Regions from separate parts of the Danio rerio genome. Here region 2 is linked to region 1. Evidence: chromatin contacts called from public Micro-C data. All regions are on one chromosome and are shown on one strand. The core of a region is the stretch at or near the end of the contact, and the rest is flanking DNA. Distances in the headings are between cores, read along the strand shown. Region 1 overlaps rnf19a (ring finger protein 19A, RBR E3 ubiquitin protein ligase). Region 2 has its middle 8.2 kb from the start of ywhaz.

Region 1 (6,118 bases), core at 598-3,097:
GAGTCTTTAGTCTTAGTTAGCTATAAAGTTACAAACAGTCAAAGAACACGGAAGTACTGGGAGAACAGTTTATAGTTTAGATAAAACCACTGGTGTTTATGGTAAAGATTCAAATCTGTGCTTAAAAATAAAAGTTGTAGGCAGCAATTACATTATGTAACCAATAGGTGGCGACAACCAGCAATCAAAAATATGCCACCGAATAATTCTTCAAAAATGACACATCTAGCAATGAAACATTAAGTTTTGTGAGTGAATAAACTCATTTATTAAAAATAAGACTAAAAATAAATGTGGGTTGTACAAATTATAATGTTAGATTTCTACATTTAGCTCTATCAGCAACAATTTTAACAGTGAATATTTTAAAGTCCTAAATATGTTACAATTTATTTTTATTCAGATGATTATTTCTTTATTTTTTAGTTTAATAAAATGACAGGTTCTAAGTTTTGTTTGATAAAACTAGAAGTGTCTTGCAGTGCTGTTTTTGTGATAAATAGAAAGCAAATTACATTTGTCTCCTCTTTTTGGCTGATCTGAAAAATGGTCCGATCCGTGACTCATAAACCATTATGTAATCCAAACAGAGAGATTTGTGATCCACTACACCACTTGTTAGAAAGCATTGAAAATGTTCAAGAAGATCCAAAATCTTTACATGCAATGATCGAGAGACTGTTTAATCAAAGTAAACAAAAAAGTTGGATCCAAGATTGTCAACTTCAAAATGGCCATCATGGTCACCACCCATCTTGAAAAGTTTGCCCTCTCACATATACTAATGTGCCACAAACAGGACGGTAATATCACAAACCATTCCCATTTTATTAAGGTGTATCCATATAAATGGCCCACCCTGTACATGGGGGTGAGCAAACGACATTTCAAATTTCTGGGTGAACTAACCCATCACTTCTTCACCCCGCTGCGTAAAAATGAACAACAAATACCACACGCACATCTGGATTCATGTTTTTATTTTCATTTAGATATGCATTTACACGCATATTATAAAGCAAATATACAAATATCAAGCTGTTTTGAACAAGTTAGAAATCAAACGGCCCTACTCTCTGAAGTAATATTCGAACAGAAATGGGCAGGAAGGCTCAAAACGTAAGAAAAAAAAAACACTAAAGAAACAGAAAGAACAATAAACAACAAAACAAAGCAGCTTGTGGCATTGGATCAGTTCCGAGAGATTACTGAGCAGCACCAGAACGGCAGCAAGAAAAGTCCACTCTTGGAAGAGACCCGGCTGTAGACGCGAACAGGACTGGGATGAACAGTGCAAACACACACTCTCACACACACACGCACATACACAAGGCGAGGAGACGAGGAGGTGAGCGTGTTGAAGAGACGAGTCGTCGTCGTCGTCAGTGAGCCTGAGTGCTGTCTTTGGTAGGCGGTCGGTTGTGTAGTTTATAACCGTGCGCACAGAGACGATAGGAAACCATGCCACGCCGCCTCGCTAACATTCAATGCAGCCTCATCCATTACATTTCAATTAATAAGACACAAACCGGAGAAACAAACAGTTTTTCTATGATCCAAAAGGCACCATGAGTCAATACAGATACAAACATGACAATAAAGAGAGAAATAATCACTTAAACAACCTGAATGCGATTACCATCTTATCCTTTACAATGAACGTAGTTTTTTTTTTTCTCTTTTATAAACAATGCAAATCCTTCCGCTTCATAAATATAAACCCACTGCACCCAAAACAGTAACTCTATTGAAAATTAGCATTAAATTGGCTTTGAAGAAACTTTGTTTGAAACATGCCAGACGAGGGTTTGGTCAATTATCCCCATCTTACCAGCAGGGGGCGCAATACGACTTCATTCAGCTTCTCAGTGCTTCTTCAACTCAAAAGCATCTACTTTCCCCGCAAAAATGGAAAACAAGCAGTGATGAAAAAAAAAACTAAAATTAAACACTCAACCATGTACAAGAATCACTGCTGTGAATAGGGAAATATCTGCTATTGCCTGGTCCCTCATGGGCTCATCTTGTATCATCTCAGGAAAAAAAAAAGGGAGTCGGTTCCCTCTCAACTTGCTCGTTGCCTTTGAATAGGTGCAGGTTCCTCAGACTAAAGCTATATGCTGGGTAACTGAGCGTATATGTGTGTACATGTGTGGTGAAGGTGCCTGAATACACGGGTCAGTAACATGAACTCTGTCAAGAACACGTCATGTCATATTCCAACCCAAAATCAAGGAAATGTTACTTAAAGAAAAAGACTTTCTGAAATTTTTTTAGGAAAATATTGCATTTTTTTTTTTTGGCAAACAAATCTCACTCTTATTACTGCAATAAAACTAATAAATGCAAGTCATGGTACTATTTGCAGTACTGCCTTTATGGTGATTGAAATAATTGTTCTATGGTAATACAGGGAGATAAAAAAATACTGTATTATCGTAATAAGAATGAGAATTATCACTACCTACAAGAGAAATAAAAGAAAGCCAAAATATCTGACACATTAAATTAGAAATTATAAAGAGAAATATGCTTAAATGGACAGTTCACACTCCCTCATGCCATTTCAAACCTGCAAAATATCTCTAGTGGAACTTAAATGATGACGTTTTAAAGTAGTAGTTTTGGATCCCATTAAATACAATGAAAGTCAATGAGGGACTAAACTGTTTGGCTGCTAACAGGCTTCAAAATGTCGATATGTCCCACAGAACAGACAGGTTTAGAGCTGGCTTAATTTCTGGGTGAACTCCCTCTTTAATCACCATGAAATTGTGTCAGCACAGATCTAACCTGTTCTAAATACAGGCTTTATTTCACATTCTTCTCATTCTTCTGGTTTTAATTTTGGGTTGAACTATGCAAGACGTTTTTGCGAGATTCATCTATGTACTTGTTCATCAGAGCGACCCAGAACACTGAAAGAGGCATATGTGATTGACAGCTACATCATCAACAGCATCATCATCCTCAGTATCTGTGCATCACTTGCCGCCTTACATTCATCTGTTGACTTTCCGAACCATATCCAAGCTTTAGACCAACTAGAAGCGCAGACCGACAGGTCTTAACAAAGCCTGGTAATCAAACTGTAACCTTTGGTCAACTTTCTGAAACCTCAAGGCACAACCTGCCCTTGACCAGTGTAAAAAGTGGTGCGCCTTCTCCAACATTTCAACAATCGACCATCAGACCAGGACGTTAAAACCTCCACGTAACCCCCGAAGAAGAACACCAAAACAAAATCTTCAATTCAGTGTGCAATCCTTGGTAATAAAATGGGCGTTGAGGTTAGCTGTGAAAGCATTTTGGGTGAAGTCGACCCGTCTGGTTATATCTCGGTTTGAATGCAGGTGTTGCGCACAGGGCTAGCTGGCTGAGGAAGGTTGTTATTGCGTTCTTTAGGCGAGCTCTGGCTCGCATTAGCCGCACACATTAAACTCACATTCTCCTCTGCAATGTAGCACAGAGGACGCTCTGCCGCCCCATCGGGGGAGATTGGGGCTACCATAGCTTGAGGGAGGCTCCCAGAAGCAGGACAGTTTTCCAGCCGGTCGTTTTCGACTTCGGGAAGAGGGCTGACCGCTCCGCCTGTGTTGGGATGGCGGATGTGAGACTCGTAGCATGTAGGTCTGCAGGCGTCCAGGTCAGAGCAGCTGAACTCTGAGAAGTGGCTGGAGTGCGAGTCGGCCACAGACGGAAGGCTGCCGCTCAGAGAAGGAGAGTCTAGTTCGCTGGAGTTGGTGCTGCGGCGCTCCAGCAGCTGTGCGTCCATGTCTTCGCGTGTCTCATTAATCTTGGTTCCGCCGCTCTTTTTGCGCAGCTTTCCTTTACTCTTCTTGCCAGATGATGAGGATGAAGTGGAGGATGGCTCCTTGGCCCAGCGAGAAGTGACGCATTTGCCGTCGTGAAGACAGCCAGAGGGGCAAGCACTCGCCCCGGGGCCTCCACTGCTGCCGTCATCCATGCTGCTGCTGCCACTGTGGTGCCGGAGCTTCCCTCTTTTAGATTCCACATCCACCTGCACCTCCACACTGTTCCCATCTCTGCTCCAAAATCAATAAATAAATAACCCATTAATTAAAGCTTGGCTTTCTACAACACTAATAAACAAATTCACTGAACTATGCTTGTAAAACTACCGTTAGACTTGTTCAACAGACCTGTCCATAGGCAAGTAGGCGTTGAGAATGGATCCAGCCATTGCTTTGGTGCTAGCGTTGTCACTGATTGTCCCCAGACTGACGGTACCAGACTCTCCACTCAGACTGCAACGCTCCTTTTGAACATCAGCTTGAACCTCCAATCTGAGAGACACAAGCAGCACCGTTAAAGCACGGTCACACCAAACCTGAATGTGTTTATAGAAGTTCCTGTAATGCAGTTTGACTGCTCAGATCAAAGCCATGTTCCCACCTGGTCTTAAACCACAAATTAAATTGCTGTTATTAGTTAGTCACCCCATCTCATTGCAATTCCCTGAGATTATCTTTGGGACACAAATCAAGATTTATTAGATGAAATCTAATAAATCTAAAAAAAAAAAAAAAGACAGTCTTTGGATTGTTGCTTTCTATGGAGGATAAGAAATTTCTTATATTTCATCTACAATACATTAATTTGTGCACTGAAGATGAGCTAGAGTATCGGGAAATTAAAACACGATGACAGTGGTCTAATTAATAGCAGAAATTGTACTTTTGGGTGAACAAACCCTTTAAAGTGCATTCATATGAGCACTTGTGTTGTGATTTGGTCAAAATGGCTTCCATTCGTTTACGGGATCATGCCATGTGATACATGCAAGTACTTCTGAATAAACAAACTTGTAGGACAACTATGATTTTAAACTAAATCGATGAGTTTTGGCTCAAGATCTTGTTTGAATGCACTTGAATTCCATTAAAGTCACATGTGAGGTCAATAAGATTCTAGGCAATTTGTTTCACTAAACATTATCTATGAATTGTGGCTGGAAAGGCATCTGCCACATAAAACATATATAAGAGTAATTGGTGGTTCATTCCACTGTGGACACCCCTGATGTAGCAGGGACTAAAGGCTGATGTATACTTCTGTGTTGAGTGCACGTGCCCTGCGCCATGGCTGAGGCCGACCCCGACGCGCACCTCTCAAAAAAAACTTTAACTACATGTCATGACAACATGTTACACAAGCTCTGTGATTGGTTAGCTTGGTAGAATGGATGACTGTGGGTGGGACTGAGAGACATGAAAGAGGAGCGAGCCCGATAAATTCAGCGTTTAACAAGCGTCAAATCCCGTGAAGGAGTCCAGATACACACTTTTGTTTTGTTTACCTTATGATTAAAATTCACAGACACTGGTTTCTGCCTCTGAATGAGCCAGTTTAAGCTACTTGTACAGTAAGGTATCATTACAGGTATTTCCGGTGTAAACACAACACCAACAAATAAAACCCACACAGAGGAATATAGAAGTATAGAAACCCCGCTCCTAGCTAGCGGTATTGTCAGAGCAACACAAACAGAAGAAAATATGCAAGGCATGCGCCGCATGTTACAGCAATAACTCGCCGCAAAAGTATAATTCAGCCTTTAGTGAAGTAAAATGAGGGAGTACCTATGAAATCATCCTTGCAGAGTATGTAGTGCATTTTAACTAGTTACAGCGTTAACAGCGTAACAGCGTTACGTAATTTAATTACAAAATAAAAGTAACAGTAATTCTTTACAGAAACGGAGAAAAAATGTGTATTAAATTACAGTTACTTATGAAAATGTTAAAGATTACAAATGGGGTTGCATCTAAATATGTTAAATAATATGAATCTGTTGCTTTGCTTCTTTTTGATAAGCAAGATGCCTTCTGCTAAGGCCATTTATTAAAGCGGTGCTATTCTGCTATAACTACATTTCTCAGCAGCATGGTAGAGTTAGCATCGCTACTTTCTAAATGCTCTAGCTTTTCAGAAGAGAAACTATTTTATTAGTGGAGCAGCGAAGTCGCGTCCACACAAGCTACATTTTCCGATCGCTGATCAGTAAGTGCCAGCACCGGCATTCACAGGCCTGTGAGGCCGGAGTCTAGCCGATGAAATTAAAGCCATATGGCAGCGAGAATGATGATTTCTTCTT
Region 2 (5,531 bases), core at 1,945-4,444, 170 kb after region 1:
GAAAAGTTTCGGTGGTAAGGAAACTGTAGCTAAAATTAAATCAATTTTACTTTTAAATATTTGAAGTTATCTTTCAATATATTGTTGGTTTGAAATCTCACACTGATTATTTACATATTAAATTCTCTTCAGTCCACTGTAGCGAATGTCATGCCTCAAAACTCATTGTTCTCTTCAGATCTGTTCAGCTTACATGTATTAATTGTCTGGCGTATACACCCTTCTGTTTTGTGGTAATTGTGTCATCATGTAGTGCAATAGTTGACCCAGAAAACAGTGAAACATCAATGTGTTGTACTTCATGCTTCATGTCTTTAGTACACTATAGAGATTGTCACACACACATGAAAAAACATTAAGCACAGAGAACAGAAGACAATATTGTCTGATCAGCTCTGAACACACTGTCAGAGCCGCTCTGCCTCTAAACTAGAGCAGAGGAATGAGATACTAATAAAAGCAGAGTCTCAATTATCTCCCATCGAGGTCCATAAAGAGAACATGTTCTAATTTTTTAACAGGGTCACATTTTCTCGTCGGAACGGCAAAATGTTACAACCCACTTTTTTGAGTACAGTCACACCAGAATTGTAAGATCTCAATCTTGTTGGCATGCTTTTAAATGTTAAATCGCTCTGTAATTGTTATAATGTGACCATACAGAGATAATTATTGTTGCTTAATAAAATTTCCTTTCTCAAATGTAAGGTTTTTAGTCATACAGAGTGATTTTTACCCCACCTGCAGACACACCTACTTCAGCAGGCTCAGCTCTGATAAACCATCATTGTCATTGGTGAGTCATTAATGACACAGACTCACGGACAATTAGTTATAATGCACAGTTTAGCATTTACAACAAGGACATGGAAAAGACGGAGTTTGAGAAGCTTAGTAAATGATTAGAAAAAGCTAATCTGCCACTTTATATGATTATGAAGTGCAGGCACAAATCCTGGATTGTATGTTGTGACATCTATTTGTTTCATAAACTAATACTTGGCATAAACTAGCCAAGCATGAAAAGCTGTTTGATTTAAACACAGGAAAAATATGTTTGGGGCTATAAAAATTGTTAAATATACACTGTAAAAAAAAAAACTGTTATTTTACGTTTTTTTATGGCAGCTGGGATATTACTGTAAAATAACGGACGTTAAATTATAGATGTACTCCATAAAACAACAGACTTTAAATTACAGACATTTACCTTAAAATAACGCCCGTTAAATAACAGACGTTTACCCTAAAATAACAGCCATTAAGTTACAGACGTTTACCGTGAAATAACAGACATTAAATTACAGACTTTTATTGTAAAATAACAGAGGTTAAATTACAGACGTTTACCGAATAATAACGGATGTTAAATTACAGACATTTACCATGAAATAACGGACGTTAAATTACAGACATTTACCATAAAGAAAGTTAAATTACAGACGTTTACCATAAAATAACAGCCGTTAAGTTACAGACATTTACCGTAAAATAATGGACGTTAAATTAAAGATGTTTACCGTAAAATAATAGACGTTAAATTAAAGATGTTTAGCGTAAAATAACAGACGTTACATTACAGACATTTACCATAAAGAAACGAACGTTAAATTACAGACATTTACCATAAAGAAAGTTAAATTACAGACATTTCCCAGGAAATAACAGCCGTTAAATGACAGACATTTACCATAAAATAACGGACGGTAAATTACAGACGTTTCCTGTAAAATAACGGACGTTTAATTACAGACGTTTACCGTAAAATAATGGACATTAGATTACACTCGTTTACCATAAAATAACAGTTGTTAAGTTACAGACATTTACCATAAAATAACTGACGTTAAATTACAGACATTTACCATAAAGTAACGAACGTTAAATTACAGACATTTACCATAGAATAACAGATGTTAAATTACAAACTTTTATCAAAAAATAGCGGACGTTAAATTACAGGGTTTTATTGAAAAATAACAGGCGTTAAATTACAAACGGTAACAATAAAATAACGAACGTTAAATTACAGACATTTCAGGTAAATTGTTGTAATTTACAGTCTGGTATTTTGCGGTAAATTTCTTTACGGCAGTTATTTTATTTTATTTTTTTCAGCACCCCAGCTGCCGGAAAAAAAATAACAGATTTTTTTATATTGTAGGCAAGGCAGATTTATTTATATAGCACATTACATACACAATGGTAATTCAAAGTGCTTTACATAAACAACAATAAAAGAAACAAGAAAATAAAAATAACTGAAAGTATTAAAATTGATTAAAACAGATTAAAATGTGTTAAAACGGGTTATAAAAGAATGAAAAAAAGAAAAGAAATACATAATAGTACGATCTGTCGGGCGTAGCACAGTGCTCATTCAGTAAAGGCACAGATAAACAGATGTGTTTTTTAGTCTTGATTTGAATGTGCCCAATGTTGGAGCACATCTGATCATTTCTGGAAGCTGATTCCAGCAGCGGGTGGTCTTATAGCTGAAGGCAGATTCACCCCATTTTGTCTGGTGAATCCGCCATTTAGTGATTTATAGTTCAATAGAAGTCAATTGCTATTTTTTTACAACATTTTTCAGTATCTTCCTTTGAGTTGCATCACAGAAAGAAACTCAAACAGGCCTGAAATGGAGTGAAGAATGAGCAAATTCAATTTCATTTACAGGTGAACTCTCCCTTAAAGCATTAACCAAATCTATAACATTTTTGTCAAATATTGAAAGTCAATCCAAATCTCTGATGTTTCAAAGCCTTAAAAACTGAATTAGTTTGCCTTTGAAAGATGAATATATTTTTGGAGGTTTGGAAAAAAACATGAGAGTGAGCAAATGATGACAGAATTTCCATTTTTGGCTGAACTAACCCTTTATATTATTTCGGGAAAATCTGTATCCCTCCAAAAATGTTAAATACTGGACTGTTTTAACCCAATTTTAAAGCCAAACTGAACATTAGAGTTAAACATTTAATGTAAACATATCCCTACAGCGGTGTTTGTCCATATTTTCACCCTAACTTTGGTTAAAAGTCAGTATATTTCAGAGTGTACCAGTGATTTCTGATGAGGGATGTCCTGTGGTTGTAACTCTCTCCACCAGACAGCTTTATTGGAAGGTGTGTCCTGCTTTGAGAAGAGCAGCCTGGACTCGTCTCAACCTGCAGGGCAACTTCCTGTTCGTCTACATGTTCATCGACTGCCTGCATTCTCCTGAGTGAGAGTGGGATAAACAGGGATTGGCTCTGGGAGAGTATCACTGTTACCCAATAATAAAGCACCCTGTAGTTAAATGTTCTTCACCGGAAACAATTACGACAGCAGATTAGGTCTATATCTGAAGCATCAAATCGAAATAAATTCCTTTGGTGACTGAACAACATTCTTTCACCTGAGAAGATAATAATTATTACCATGACATTATGACAAATAAAAACAAAATGTAAATGTCCATTTGTGTTATAACGGCTCATTAGAAACCTGATTCTTGATTATGGATCCATGACTCCACTGATCTTGACAGTTTGGCGCCATCTTAAGGCTGAAGTAGGATTTAGAAAATGTTTTGTTTTTTGACATTCATTCATTTATTCCTTCATTTTCTTTTTGGCTTAGTCCCTTTATTAATTTGGGGTCGCAACAGCGGAATGAACCGTCAACTTATCCAGCACGTTTCACGCAGCGGATGCCCTTCCAGCCGCAACCCACTTCTGGGAAACATCCATACACTACGGACAATTTAGCATGCCCAATTCACCTGTACCGCATGTCTTTGGACTGTGGGGGAAACCAGAGCACCCGGAGAAAACCCACGCGAACGCAGGGAGAACATGCAAACTTGACATAGAAATGTCAACTGACCCAGCCGAGGCTCGAACCAGCGACCTTCTTGCTGTGAGGCGACATTCATTCATTCAAAGTCCCTTTATTAATCCGTGGTCGCCACAGCGGAATGAACCGCCAACTTATCCAGCAAATGTTTTAAACAGCGGATGCCCTTCCAGCTGCAACCCATCTCAAAGAAATGTATTTTGCCATCTTAATTAAAGAGCTTGAAAGTCATTATAGACAGGACCAATGTCATTCATTTTCTTGTTGGTTTAGTCCCTTTATTAATCCGGGGTCGCCACAGCAGTATAACCGCCAACTTATCCAGCAAGTTTTTACGCAGAGGATGCCCTTCCAGCCGCAATCTCTGGGAATTATCCACACACATTCACACACTATGGACAATTTAGCCTACCCAATTCACCTGTACTGCATGTCTTTGGACTGTGGGTAAAACCGGAGCACCCGGAGGAAACCCACACGAGGGCAAGGAGGACATGCAAACTCCACACAGAAAGGCCAACTGAGCCGAAATTCGAACCAGCGGCCTTCTTGCTGTGAGGCGGCAGCACTACCTACTGCGCCACTGCCTCGCCCAGGACCAATGTCTTGCGTTTAATTGATAGTTTTGTGACAAGTAGCCGTGTAATAAGCAGGATAATGTACATCCAGCTGGTTATGGAGAATAACAGCTACGTCTGCCAGACTTAATTCTGCGAGAACTTGCTGGATGCACATTATCACGTACTTTATGCACATTACTCACTTACCTAAATTGTAAAGACTCGTGTTAATTTACCAAAGTTAATGCAGGTGTTATAAAGGTAAATGTAAGACGTTTTAACAACCGGTTTTAAAAATAGAATTAAAAATTTGAATGGAACCCAATACGCAAATGTTCTGTAATTTAACATTTAAATGCAGATATCAAGAGCTCCATAACAAAAAAACCTGATGGTTCTCAGTATATTTGTTTTGTTGTCCATTGCAAATATTAAAATAATTTTAAAAGTGCAGTATTTGACACCCAGTGGTTGAACTGCAAGTGCAGGTTGCCAGATTGAGGACCAACAGGAGCGTGTATGTTTATTGAACCTTGAGGCTGATTTAAATTGTGTATCATATAAAAGCAAAGGCACACGATACACTCTCAGAAATAAAGGTACGCGAGCTGTCACTGGGGTGGTACCTTTCCCAAAGGTACACATTTGCACTTAAAGGGTCCTGTACCTCAAAAGTATATAACTAGTACCTACAAATTTGAAGAGGAACACTTTTGTACTATTTTGTTACCAATATGTACCCCTGGGGTATTAATATGGACCTTTTAGGTACAAATCTGAACCTTTCGAAAAGGTACCACCCCAGTGACAGCTCGCATACCTTTATTTTTGAGAGTGTAGAAGTATTATTTTCCATATTAAAAGCACTTTTTGTTCTAACCAACGCCTTGAATTAATAAACTAGAAATGGCATCTATTTCTTGCAGCTGAACAACAGGTTAAATGTTTACCTCAGGTAAACCTCATGTGCTTTATTTAGTGTTTAATGCTAATAGTGTGAGTTCGAATGCCATTTTACATGACATTCATAGCCATACTTCTGACAGCAGCAGCAGCATAGTTCACCTCAGTTCTTAAAAAATATACAGTTTGAAATTGAACTTTAGAACTGTGACTCCGTGATTCAGCATC

Evidence for each region. A called contact is a pair of places that touch in the nucleus more often than the background predicts.
Region 2: a contact with region 1 is called in a Micro-C map of caudal fin, with 5 times the contacts expected there. The contact joins two enhancer-like sites. A contact is called at or near these places in 2 of 18 Hi-C or Micro-C datasets (caudal fin and embryo).

Annotation. Positions count from the first base shown.
Region 1 is chr19:13,134,169-13,140,286 of GRCz12tu, forward strand. It overlaps rnf19a (ring finger protein 19A, RBR E3 ubiquitin protein ligase), which reads right to left. Exons shown (of 10, transcript NM_001326695.1): 9 at 4,164-4,307; 10 at 964-4,046. The coding sequence ends at 3,332. Among named protein-coding and RNA genes, the nearest start is that of parp10, 40 kb to the left of the region's middle. Within about 2 kb of position 1,848, at least 7 of the 62 cell types and tissues checked have an H3K27ac peak or open chromatin away from gene starts, as enhancers often do. A contact at or near this core is called in caudal fin, where this site is marked.
Region 2 is chr19:13,303,862-13,309,392 of GRCz12tu, forward strand. No RefSeq gene overlaps it. Among named protein-coding and RNA genes, the nearest start is that of ywhaz, 8.2 kb to the left of the region's middle. Within about 2 kb of position 3,195, at least 5 of the 62 cell types and tissues checked have an H3K27ac peak or open chromatin away from gene starts, as enhancers often do. A contact at or near this core is called in caudal fin, where this site is marked.